Regions from separate parts of the Oncorhynchus kisutch genome. Here region 2 is linked to region 1. A link is a contact called in public Hi-C data. All regions are on one chromosome and are shown on one strand. Each heading gives the region's core, a stretch centred on a gene start, on an enhancer-like site or on the middle of the called end of the contact. The rest is flanking DNA. Distances are from core to core; before and after follow the strand shown. Region 1 holds the start of znf512b (zinc finger protein 512B). Region 2 holds the start of prpf6 (PRP6 pre-mRNA processing factor 6 homolog (S. cerevisiae)).

Region 1 (5,251 bases), core at 714-3,213:
TTAATCCCACAACACGTTCTCACTTCTCTTTCTGCCTCTGTCACACAGAAGGACCGATTATCCATTTGAAACCTCATTGCTTGACGCCACATGTAGAGTAGAACACAGTTTCCCTCTAGTTGCCAGGTTGGCCACCTGACAGCTTTTATTAACTATTAACCAGGCTTGTGCCTGCTCAGCAGAGAAAGAGAGGAGTAAATCACTGTAAGGGATTCATGGTCTGTCAACCAGGATCCTGCAATAACCATTCAGTTAGGTTACATTAGAACACAGAGCAGGGGAACAGTAGGACGTAGCTCCATACACTGGGATAGTACTGTTGCTCCGAGGAATTTATTGACTGCCATAAACCTGTGGTCTAATATTTTGTAAGAGAGGAAGAAGATTGATGAGCAGGGTCAACCCTCCCCATTTTTTTGAGATTGAGTCCTGCGGATTTCTCCTAATGTGTCTGTGGGATATACTCATCTGGGGTCATTTTTAGCCACTTCAATCCCCAAAGATTAGGTCATTGTTTTTGTCTCCTCTGCTATATTCTAATGGAAAACACCATCCATGTGTTTATCTCAAACTGCAAACCAAGATCCTACCCCAGCACTTTGAAACAGTATTTAAAAACTAGGTACCAGGGTACTTTCAGTAACTGGTGACTAGGCCTACTCAGTGGACAGCCATCAATAAGGACACATGTTTTCCAGTGGTCATATGACAATGTAGCCGACTATATTTCAGTCTTACAGAACCCAGTAGTGAGGCAACACTTCCATCTACTGGATATCTAATGTATGAACATTTCATGTGAGGGGTAGATGAAAAATGTTTTGAATAATTATCTTGGAGCAGTTAGAGAATCTGAATGTAGCTCCCCACTGTAAAGCTCTAATGCAACTGCAATGGATGAATGGCAGGTGGAAAGGTGGCAGGTTTTGGTCATGTTATCTTTCCCTCTACAAACCATTTCTAATCAACTGAGAGGAAGGCTGCATTCACACAGGCAGCCAAATTCTGATATAATTTTTCCACTAATTGATCTTTTGACCAATCACGTCAGAACTTTCGCAAAAGACCAATTTGTTAAAAAAATATTTTCTGAATTGGGCCGCCTGTCTAAACACAGCCAAAGAGAAACAGAGAAGGAATTAATATATAAATATATATTTTTAGAGAAGGAAATGTGATTAAAGAAATTAAAACTACATCCTTAATCATTCCCTCCTTGACGTAGGCCTAACATAACTGATCTAATGTAATTGGACAAGTGAAAGCAAGGGCACCGCCTTATAGTTTTCACTGTCCAGTCATGTCTCATCAGTAACTACTTCAGAGTGGTCGAAAGGAAGGATACATTTGATATACTGTACCTTGTTTGGGCTCTGACGTTGCCAGGCCCTAAAATGAGTACACCCTGCCCTCTTCTGGTGGTTTAGGGGAACAGCCAGTGTCCATGGTTTACGTCATTGTTTCTGATGATTTCCACTTATAAAAAATATTAGGTCATGCTGACTGGCACCAATCACATCTGAGAGAGTCTACTCTGGTTGTGTGAGCCCACTGTAAGTGGCTATGATTCAGTGGCTGCATGAGTGAGGGCCACGTGTTATACATATCATATCAGAGTATAATGGGGAACATTTAGCTGCTCTTGCAGAAGCTTGCTGATTTAGTAATAGCAATAATAAGAATTCATTAGTGGGCAAAATAAGAGAAACTTTCAAAACAAGTGACCTTGGTTCTCGACATTGCATTAGCCTTCACTGTGTTGGAATAAAATGACAGATCAGCAATGCCCAACCATAACAGTCTACATCATCTAACAACCTATTTAACATCCCATATTAAATCGATTGATCCGTTTCTGATAGAGCAGAATAGGTAGCCTATAGCCGATTCTACTCTGCCCCAGCGTCACTATGCAAGTTTCGATTGCTATAGCCTACGAGTGGACTATTATTTGGATTGCCTTGGACTGGCATGAAATCGACGAAACAGCACAACGACAATTGACAATCTAAGGCTGTGCGCAGTTGACTCCCTGAATATTAACGATAAAGGTCGGATGATAATTTAGTAGCCTAACATTACCAGATTAAAACGTTTAAGTGAGGCTGGTTTTAAGAATTTATCCTAACCCTTTTTCGTCATGACCACACGGCGTTACGGCGGATGAGCCTCATCAAACCGTCAGTTTGGTATCGATACAAAATCGGGTTTATATGGCAAAAACCCCGAATATTATTTGCGCGATACAAATAATAATAACGCGAGAGTTTGCAAGTTGCCAGAAGACTGTAGTTGCAGCTGTCAAAGGAAGAGTGGATACGCGCATGACTCAACACACATTACTGTAGCCTATTACTGTACACGGCCGCGAAGATAATTTCCGTATAAAACCCCGAAATAATCCCGAGGTAAGGAACCGCAGACTGCACCGAAAGCGACCGAGGTCGAATCTTTTAATTCCTTTTTTCCTCTGGTTCATTTTCTTTTACTCTAACCAACTCGCTTGCAGCTGTTGAAAATTACTGCACTAAACATATTTTTGTGACTCCCTTTAGCTCCAGCCATTGCAAGGATTTTTTTTTTTACTCCTCCTTCATATTAAAGTCGCCATTTTGCTTCACTGCCTATATAAAACCTTCTTGTATTTTAATGTTTTTTTCAAGGAGTCGGAGACGTCTCTATCTTTCCTGCGGGTCTCCTGATATTCACATTTCTTGAGTTTTCCAACGAGACGATTGAGATTAAAGAAGTGCCTCGTGGTTGCCATATTAATGCACGAAAGGGGGAAAAGTGGATGCTGGAAATAAGGTGAACGTCTTTAGGATTTTAATTGGCATCTCCTTTCCCCCCTCCTCCTCCCTCTTCCTCATCTTCTTCATCTCCCCTCGTCTTTCCTCGGATTCAAAACGGGGACTAGGCGCGTGGCTAACGACGACTATCAGTCCGCCTCCATCGAAGCCCCCGACCAGACCCGCTTGGAACAGCAGGTGTGATGGCCATGTAAGACCGGGAAAGGCGCATATACCGCGCGAGGTGTAGCCCTACCGCCTGACCCCCACGTGGGTGACCCCGGCCACCCGGCGGCTCGTGTTGGGTGACTCCCGACATTGCAGGTAGGTGTGGCCTTCTAGAACCCCATGTCCCTATTATTAATCAACGGCACAGTAAACATTGTAGCCAGCAGCATTCGAATGCACCAATGTAGCAATCGAAACAGTCCACAAACAATGTTGCTGCAATGTAACCATCTTCAAGTAGAGGAGACAGAAGCAAGTCAAACTGCTGTTGCAGCCTATGTGACCTAGGAGGTGAATAGGGCAATTTGTCTGTGCAGCCTTCAAACATTAAAGTGTTTTTGTGTGTAAGTGCTCAATTCCAAAATACATCAGTTCTTTCACTTTGCAGCTGTTTCTGGGGTTCTGCTTTGGTTTCAGCCAGCTGTATGATGTACTGATTTATAACTGTCATGACTAGGTTAGTAGACTATCAAATGTATGTCACACTGCTAAAGTAGCGGGATAATAGCCTATAGCTGTAATGTAGTAGTAACAGTGTTGTAGTATGACAGTAATAAAGTGGGATTACTTAACTCAGAACCTGTGTGTGTGTGTGTGTGTCTGGCTTATCTCCCTGCCAGTCCTAACAGTGCCTTGACTCTGTGTGGAAGTTGTGCATTCACTGCTCTGGGTGTATAGTAAGCTACTGTGAATATAGAATAAAATAACATTTAGTTGAATTAAAAACTGTATTGCAAATCAGAAAATCAATTAAAATGAATTTGTTTTAGTGTCAACAATATTATAGACATGACAATGAGGGCAAGTCACACTAGGGACACAATAGACCGTGTACATATACAGTATCAGTAGAGAACGGCTCATAAATATGGCTGGAATGGAGTCAATGAAATGGTATCAAACACATGGAAACCACCTCTTTTATGTTTTTTTTGTACCATTCTGATGACTCCCTTGCAGCCATTATTATGAGCTATCCACCCCTCAGCAGCCTCCACCGACATATACTGTATGTATATCTTAGGACAGTGAATGTGCATAATGTCTGTCTGGCTCTCTGGCCTATTTTACAAATCTCGTATCACACCCTCATCCCTGCTTCTCTAGTAGTATGGATCTACCCATATCTTTACAGAGGAAGAAGTCAAACCTGGTTTGAGCCTTGTAATACACATGGTCCAGGGCGTGTGTGTGTGTGCATGCATGTCCAACTAGCTCTCACAGTCTCACATCAGAATTAGATGTTCATCCATGTTGCTCAAACGTCAATGTTCAAAGTGTTTAACTTCTTACGGCTGAGATCCCGCTAACGGGATCGATATGACAACAGCCAATGAAAGTGCAGGGCACCAAATTCAAACAACAGAAATCTCATAATTAAAATTCCTCAAACATACAAGTATTTTACACCATTTTAAAGATAAACTTGTTGTTAATCCCACCACAGTGTCCGATTTCAAAAAGGCTTTACGACGAAAGCACACCAAACAATTATTTTAGGTCAGTACCTAGTCACAGAAAAACACAGCCATTTTTCCAGCCAAAGAGAGGAGTCACAAAACGCAGAAATGGAGATAAAATTAATCACTAACCTTTGATGATCTTCGTCAGATGACACTCATAGGACTTCATGTTACACAATACATGTGTGTTTTGTTCGATAAAGTTCTTATTTATATCTAAAGATCTGAGTTTACATTGGCGCGCTATGTTCAGTAATGTTTTGCTTCAAAAACATCCGCTGATTTTGCAGAGAGCCACATCAATTTACAGAAATACTCATAATAAACATTGATAAAAGATACAAGTGTTATGCATGGAACTTTAGATAAACTTCTCCTTAATGCAACCGCTGTGTCAGATTTAAAAAAAACTTTACGGAAAAAGCACACCATGCTATAATCTGAGTACGGCGCTCAGACATAAAAACAAGCCATAAAGATACCCGCCATGTTGTGGAGTCAACAGAAGTCAGAAATAGCATTATAAATATTCACTTACCTTTGATGATCTTCATCAGAATGCACTCCCAGGAATCCCAGTTCCACACTAAATGTTTGTTTTGTTTGATAAAGTCCATCATTTATGTCCAAATGCCTCCTTTTTGTTTGCGCGTTTAGTTCACAAATCAATATTTACGACGCGCAGGCCAGATGAAAAGTCAAAAAGTTCCGTTACAGTTGGTAGAAACATGTCAAACGATGTATAGAATCAATCTTTAGGATGTTTTTAAC
Region 2 (5,251 bases), core at 1,097-3,596, 190 kb before region 1:
GATTGTTAGCAAGTTGGGTACTCTCGAAGTATGTCCAGTGCATAAGAGGAGATTACCGCGACTCAACAGTCACATGGAATTTTACTGCGGTCATGACTCATGACTGCCGGTGTAGCCCAACAGCCCTAGGTAGGATTTGGAGAATGTTTCAGTGGCAGAAGTTGACTCCTACAGGCACATAATGAAACTGCAACATGTGACAAAACAGAGAGTGTGGTATGAGAGTATGGCAATGCATGACCCTTAGAAGTTGGTGAGTATGCTGGAGTGTGTGTCTGCTTCTGTGCATGTAACATTACTAACCCCCTGCAGTGGGTCCACAGTGGTGTGCTTGTCTCCTGTGGTCAGGTGTTTGGAGAAGAAGCTGTCTGGTACAGGGGTGAGTTTCTCATAGCGCGGGTTCCTCTGGCGCTTGTTCCTGGCATCGCCAACCTCCGGGATACTCAGCCACTCCTCATCTGACATTCCTGACAGCTTCCTCTACACACAGAGACCAAGAGCCAGAGAGAGAGAAAGGGAGAGAGAATGAAGAGTAGAATAGACATATTGCTTTCAGTGTCATTATCCATTAAGAGATGGAAATTGTGTCTTTGGCAGATTTAAAGGTAGAACTGCTCGGAGACAGTACAGGAGAGTTGACTCTTGCCATGAGAACACAGTGACCAACCTTGAGGTCAGAGAACTGCTGCTGGATCTTGGGGCGCTCCATACGGTACTTCTCTATCTCATCCTTCTCCCTCAGCTCTCTGGGGACCACACAGGACAGACTGGGTTAACACAACAGAGCAGTAACACACACACACACACCCTCAGGAGCAGTAACCCACACTAATAAACACATGGAATTATATTCTCTCACCTCCTCTCCTTGCGTCGTTCGTCCATCCTCTTGTCCAGAGCCGCGTAGATGGCATCTGCCTCCTCGTCGTCTTTCTCATAGGGTCCACTGGAGAACAGACTGCCAGCATAGCCGTTAAACTGAGACAAAGTGGACAGAAGTAGGTGTTACAATATGTTGTGAGATGAGCTTTGCCTGAACTTGTTCTTGTCATGTGTAAACAAGCACCTCATCATAGTTGGTGTCATTCAGATCCTCTTCGTCGTCTTCCTGGTTCTTTTTCATCTTGTCCCCCACCGTCCTCTGCCCCGGGGGAGCATGGCGGTCATCCACCGGGTCGTTGGCATCTCGAGCGGGTCCGATATCAGAACGGGTGGTGAAACCTGTGGCTCTGGAGACAGAAGAGGTGGAGTTAGATGAGAGATTCAACAACAGACTAGAACATTATTCTTCAATCTAGCCAGCAGATCCAACCCGCTTGCTTACAGCTGCACTAGGGTCAGAAAGCCTTCCTGTGTAGATTATTACACAGCAGAGCAGGCACGAGAGATGGCTTGGAAAACATACCTCAATCCAGGGATGAGAAATGTGGTGTTCTTCAAATTGTCCCATTATCCCAACTGTTACACCAAGAAGATTAAACGACTGCTAAAAAAAACTAGGTTGTTGTAACAGTTAAATTGGGATAATGGGGCAATTCGGAGTATAGCTCATTTCTCATCCCTGTATCGAGATACATATTCCGAGCCATATCTCTCCGGTTGGCTCAGCGGTATCTTAACCTACACTGGAAGTCTGTCTGACTCTAGTGCAGTTGTTAGCAAGCTTGTCAGATCTGCTGGCTATCTTCAACCTGCTCCTGGAGACCACAGCCTCTAGTTTTTGTTTCAGTCTGGTTCTGGAGTGTTTACATAGGTAGATAGCGAGCCAAACATTGGTACACAATTAGTTACTAACGTTACTTAGTAACAAGAAAGAAGGAATTTTAGACGTATTGCATCCTAACACTATTAGCAAGATTTAGGTACAAGTACTTGATTGCCAGTAAAATTCGAGATTGTTTTCCAGTCAAAGGTGGCTTAGTTACTGTAGCTAGCTATGTGGCTAAGCTAACTAACATCATGCCTGCTTACCCTCTGCCGAGTCCAGGCACATAGCCTAGCGGCGCGGCCATCCCAAGGAAGGGCTTTTTCTTCTTGCCCATGAGCGGGGAGGACATGGGCATTGGCGGGGGCTCGGCATTACGCCCGCCACCCCGGCCACCTCCAGAGCCTCTACCAGAATTCTGCCCGCCGCCCCCAAAGCCTCTACCATCATTCTGCCCGCGGCCACCGGAGCCTCGACCGAAATTCTGTCCACCGCCCCTAGAGCCTCTACCATCATTTTGATTTCTGTTGTTATAGTTTCCATCTCTGCCAGCCATCGTGGCTAGTTATACCGACAACGCGGTTCACTCACTAAGGTATAATAAGAACGGGTTCACTTCCGGAATAATCTTCTTCGTATGAGCTTCCGGCAGACTGGAACTTTTGGAAATAATAACATACGCACTTCCTTTTACAATCATGGCATTGGTCTGCAACAGCGCCCCCTGTGGCGCTCCACAACTACTACTGCCATGCTCTACCAGCAGAGTGCAGCAGACTACAGGAAAATGTGCAGGCTAGGAGAATAGCCAACTTTAGGCCCATTGCACATATCCCAGACATGGCAACTGGAATTTGGAGTCTAAATGGTTTATTAAATCTACCTGTAACTATAGGGAATAAATATGCATTGGTTTCGGGTCATGTATTTGATCAGCACATAGTTGAGTGAATCTTCTAGCCCTCATCAACAGAAGCTCATTAGGCTACCTCAGCCTGGTTTGACAGCCAGGTCATTTTGAGTCTGCATTTCACCATTATTGACATAATGAAAGTCGACACTGTCCTATTTCTTGAGAGAACCAATTTAAAAACACAGCTGATTGGCCGACACATTTTAAAAGTGTTTTAAAATTAATTGGCATACATTTTGACAGCGATGCATTATCTAACATATATCAAACCAGTCTAACATGGACACTAAAGCCTTCTTGGGCGGTCCATTGTCAATCACAGGATGGGCTCACTGCGATAAATGTAATTACAACCTAATATGACGTTTCTGTGCTGTCTGTCTTGTGATGAAGTACCTCCGCCTATGCATCAATTTGATTCCATCACCTTTAACTTTAGCCATCTACAGCCAAGGCCTCAGCATGTTAATTTCTCTTCATTTAATTTGCCTCCAGGGCAGACATTATTTCACTGTGATGAAAATGTGCTGTCAGCTGCATTAGAGGATGTATGGCTTTAACAGCCCAGAACCATTTCACAGATTCAAAGAGCTGCAAATCTTCACAGACCTGGTTTCATTTGTATTGAACCTTTGTTTTAACTAGAAAAGTCAGTTAAGAGCAAATTCTTACTTACAATGACAGCCTACACCGGCCAAATCCGGGCCAATTGTGCGCCGCCCTATGGGACTCCCAATCATGGCCGATTGTGATACAGCCTGGATTTGTACCAGTAGTACACCTCTAGCACTGAGATGCAGTGCCTTAGACCGCTGTGCCACTAACTGAACATGTTTAACTTATTTGATAGTTTTGATGTCTTCACTATTATTCTACAATGTAGAAAATAGTCAAAATAAAGAAAAACCCTTGAATGACTAGGTGTGTCCAAACTTTTGACTGGTACTCTAAATGTCTGTCTGTCTGTCTGTCTGTCTGTCTGTCTGTCTGTCTGTCTGTCTGTCTGTCTGTCTGTCTGTCTGTCTGTCTGTCTGTCCGTCTGTCCGTCTGTCTGTCTGTCTGTCTGTCTGTCTGTCTGTCTGTCTGTCTGTCTGTCTGTCTGTCTGTCTGTCTGTCTGTCTGTGATCCAGCGATCCAGGTCCGTGTCATTAGAGGGAAACCACCCATCAGTAATGCTGATTGAGGTTAATGATCAAGAAAACCCTGCGTGTCAAACCCATGTCCACATCTAATCCCCCGGTTACTGTTCTGAATACATTCAATCACCTTTGTTTGAGGTCAGCCTTGACAGATGCAGATATGGGTCAATGCCAGATGAAATCAGTGGATGAGCAGTGAGTCGCAATACAAGGTATTTTTGGAACACCTTGTTTTCTCTATTCGTGTTGCAGGATATTTGTGGTGAACAAGCTACATCTCTCAGCTGACACGCACAGACACAAACATGCATGGAGGAGAAAACGAGAACACCATGTCTGTCTCACACACACAGAGAGTCTAGCTAGCATGGCGGTGGTCCTGGTAGCCAACAGAGTTAATGGATGTTGTCTCCCTTTGATGGATTACAGGCAATATTCACACTGGGCTAAATGGTAAAGCTACCGCTTATAAGGAACAGGACAGTGACATGGATGAAAGAAAGCCCGTACGACCTCCGACAAGACATCAAACATGCAAAATGACAATATACACTGAGTGGACAAAACATTAGGAACACCTTCCTAATATTGAGTTGCACCCTCTTTTGCCCTCAGAACAGCCTCAATTTGCCGGGGCATGGACTCTTCAAGGTGTCCAAAGTGTTCAAAAGGGATGCTGGCTCATGTTGACTACAATGTTTGGGTGGTGAACCCTTCTTGATACACACAGGAAACTGTTGAGCGTGGAAAACCACCAGCGGTGCAGTTCTTGACACAAACCGGTGCGCCTGGTACCTACTAACATTACCCTGTTCAAAGGCACTTCAATCTTTTGTCTTGCCCATTCACCCTCTGAATGGCACACATACACAATCCATGTCTCAATTGTCTCATGGCTTAAAAATCCTTCTTTAACCTGTCTCCTCCCCTTCATCTACACCGATTGAAGTGGATTTAACAAGTGACATCAATAAGGGATCATAGAGCTCACCTGGATTCACCTGGTCAGTTTATGTCATGGAAAAAGCAGGTGTTCCTAATGTTTTGTACACTCAAGTGTAGGAGAAAGGTGGAAACCTATTACACCGGCTCTGACGCTCGTCGCATGTGGCAGGGCTTGCAGACGACAATGTATTACGGAGGGAAACCTAGCCATAAAATGCCCAGTGATGCATAACTTCCAAACAAACTAAATGCCTTTTATGCTTGCTTCGAGGAATACAACACTGAGTCTTGCGTTTGTTCCAGATGACTGTGTGATCTCAGTGATCACACAGGCTTAACACTCACTCACCCAGGTTAACAGTCGCAAGGCCACCTGGCCAGATGGAATACTAGGATGCGTTCTCAATATATGCGCAGACCAGCTGGCATGTGTCTTCACGGACATCTTCAATCTCTCCTTGTCCCAGTCTGTAATCCCAACATGTTTCAAACTGACCACCATTGTCCCGTTTCCCAAGAACTCTAGGCACCTGCCTAAATGACTATTGC

What was found. A called contact is a pair of places that touch in the nucleus more often than the background predicts.
Region 2: a Hi-C map of liver shows a contact between it and region 1, with 15 times the contacts expected there. The contact joins the promoter of prpf6 here to the promoter of znf512b in region 1. A contact is called at or near these places in 2 of 2 Hi-C or Micro-C datasets (liver and muscle).

The regions. Positions count from the first base shown.
Region 1 is chrLG24:30,694,384-30,699,634 of Okis_V2, reverse strand. znf512b (zinc finger protein 512B) reads left to right here and starts at 1,963. Exons shown (of 18, transcript XM_031803620.1): 1 at 1,963-2,408; 2 at 2,918-3,113.
Region 2 is chrLG24:30,881,836-30,887,086 of Okis_V2, reverse strand. It overlaps prpf6 (PRP6 pre-mRNA processing factor 6 homolog (S. cerevisiae)), which reads right to left and starts at 2,346. Exons shown (of 21, transcript XM_020458778.2): 1 at 1,972-2,346; 2 at 1,067-1,229; 3 at 860-978; 4 at 668-746; 5 at 304-480. The coding sequence starts at 2,261.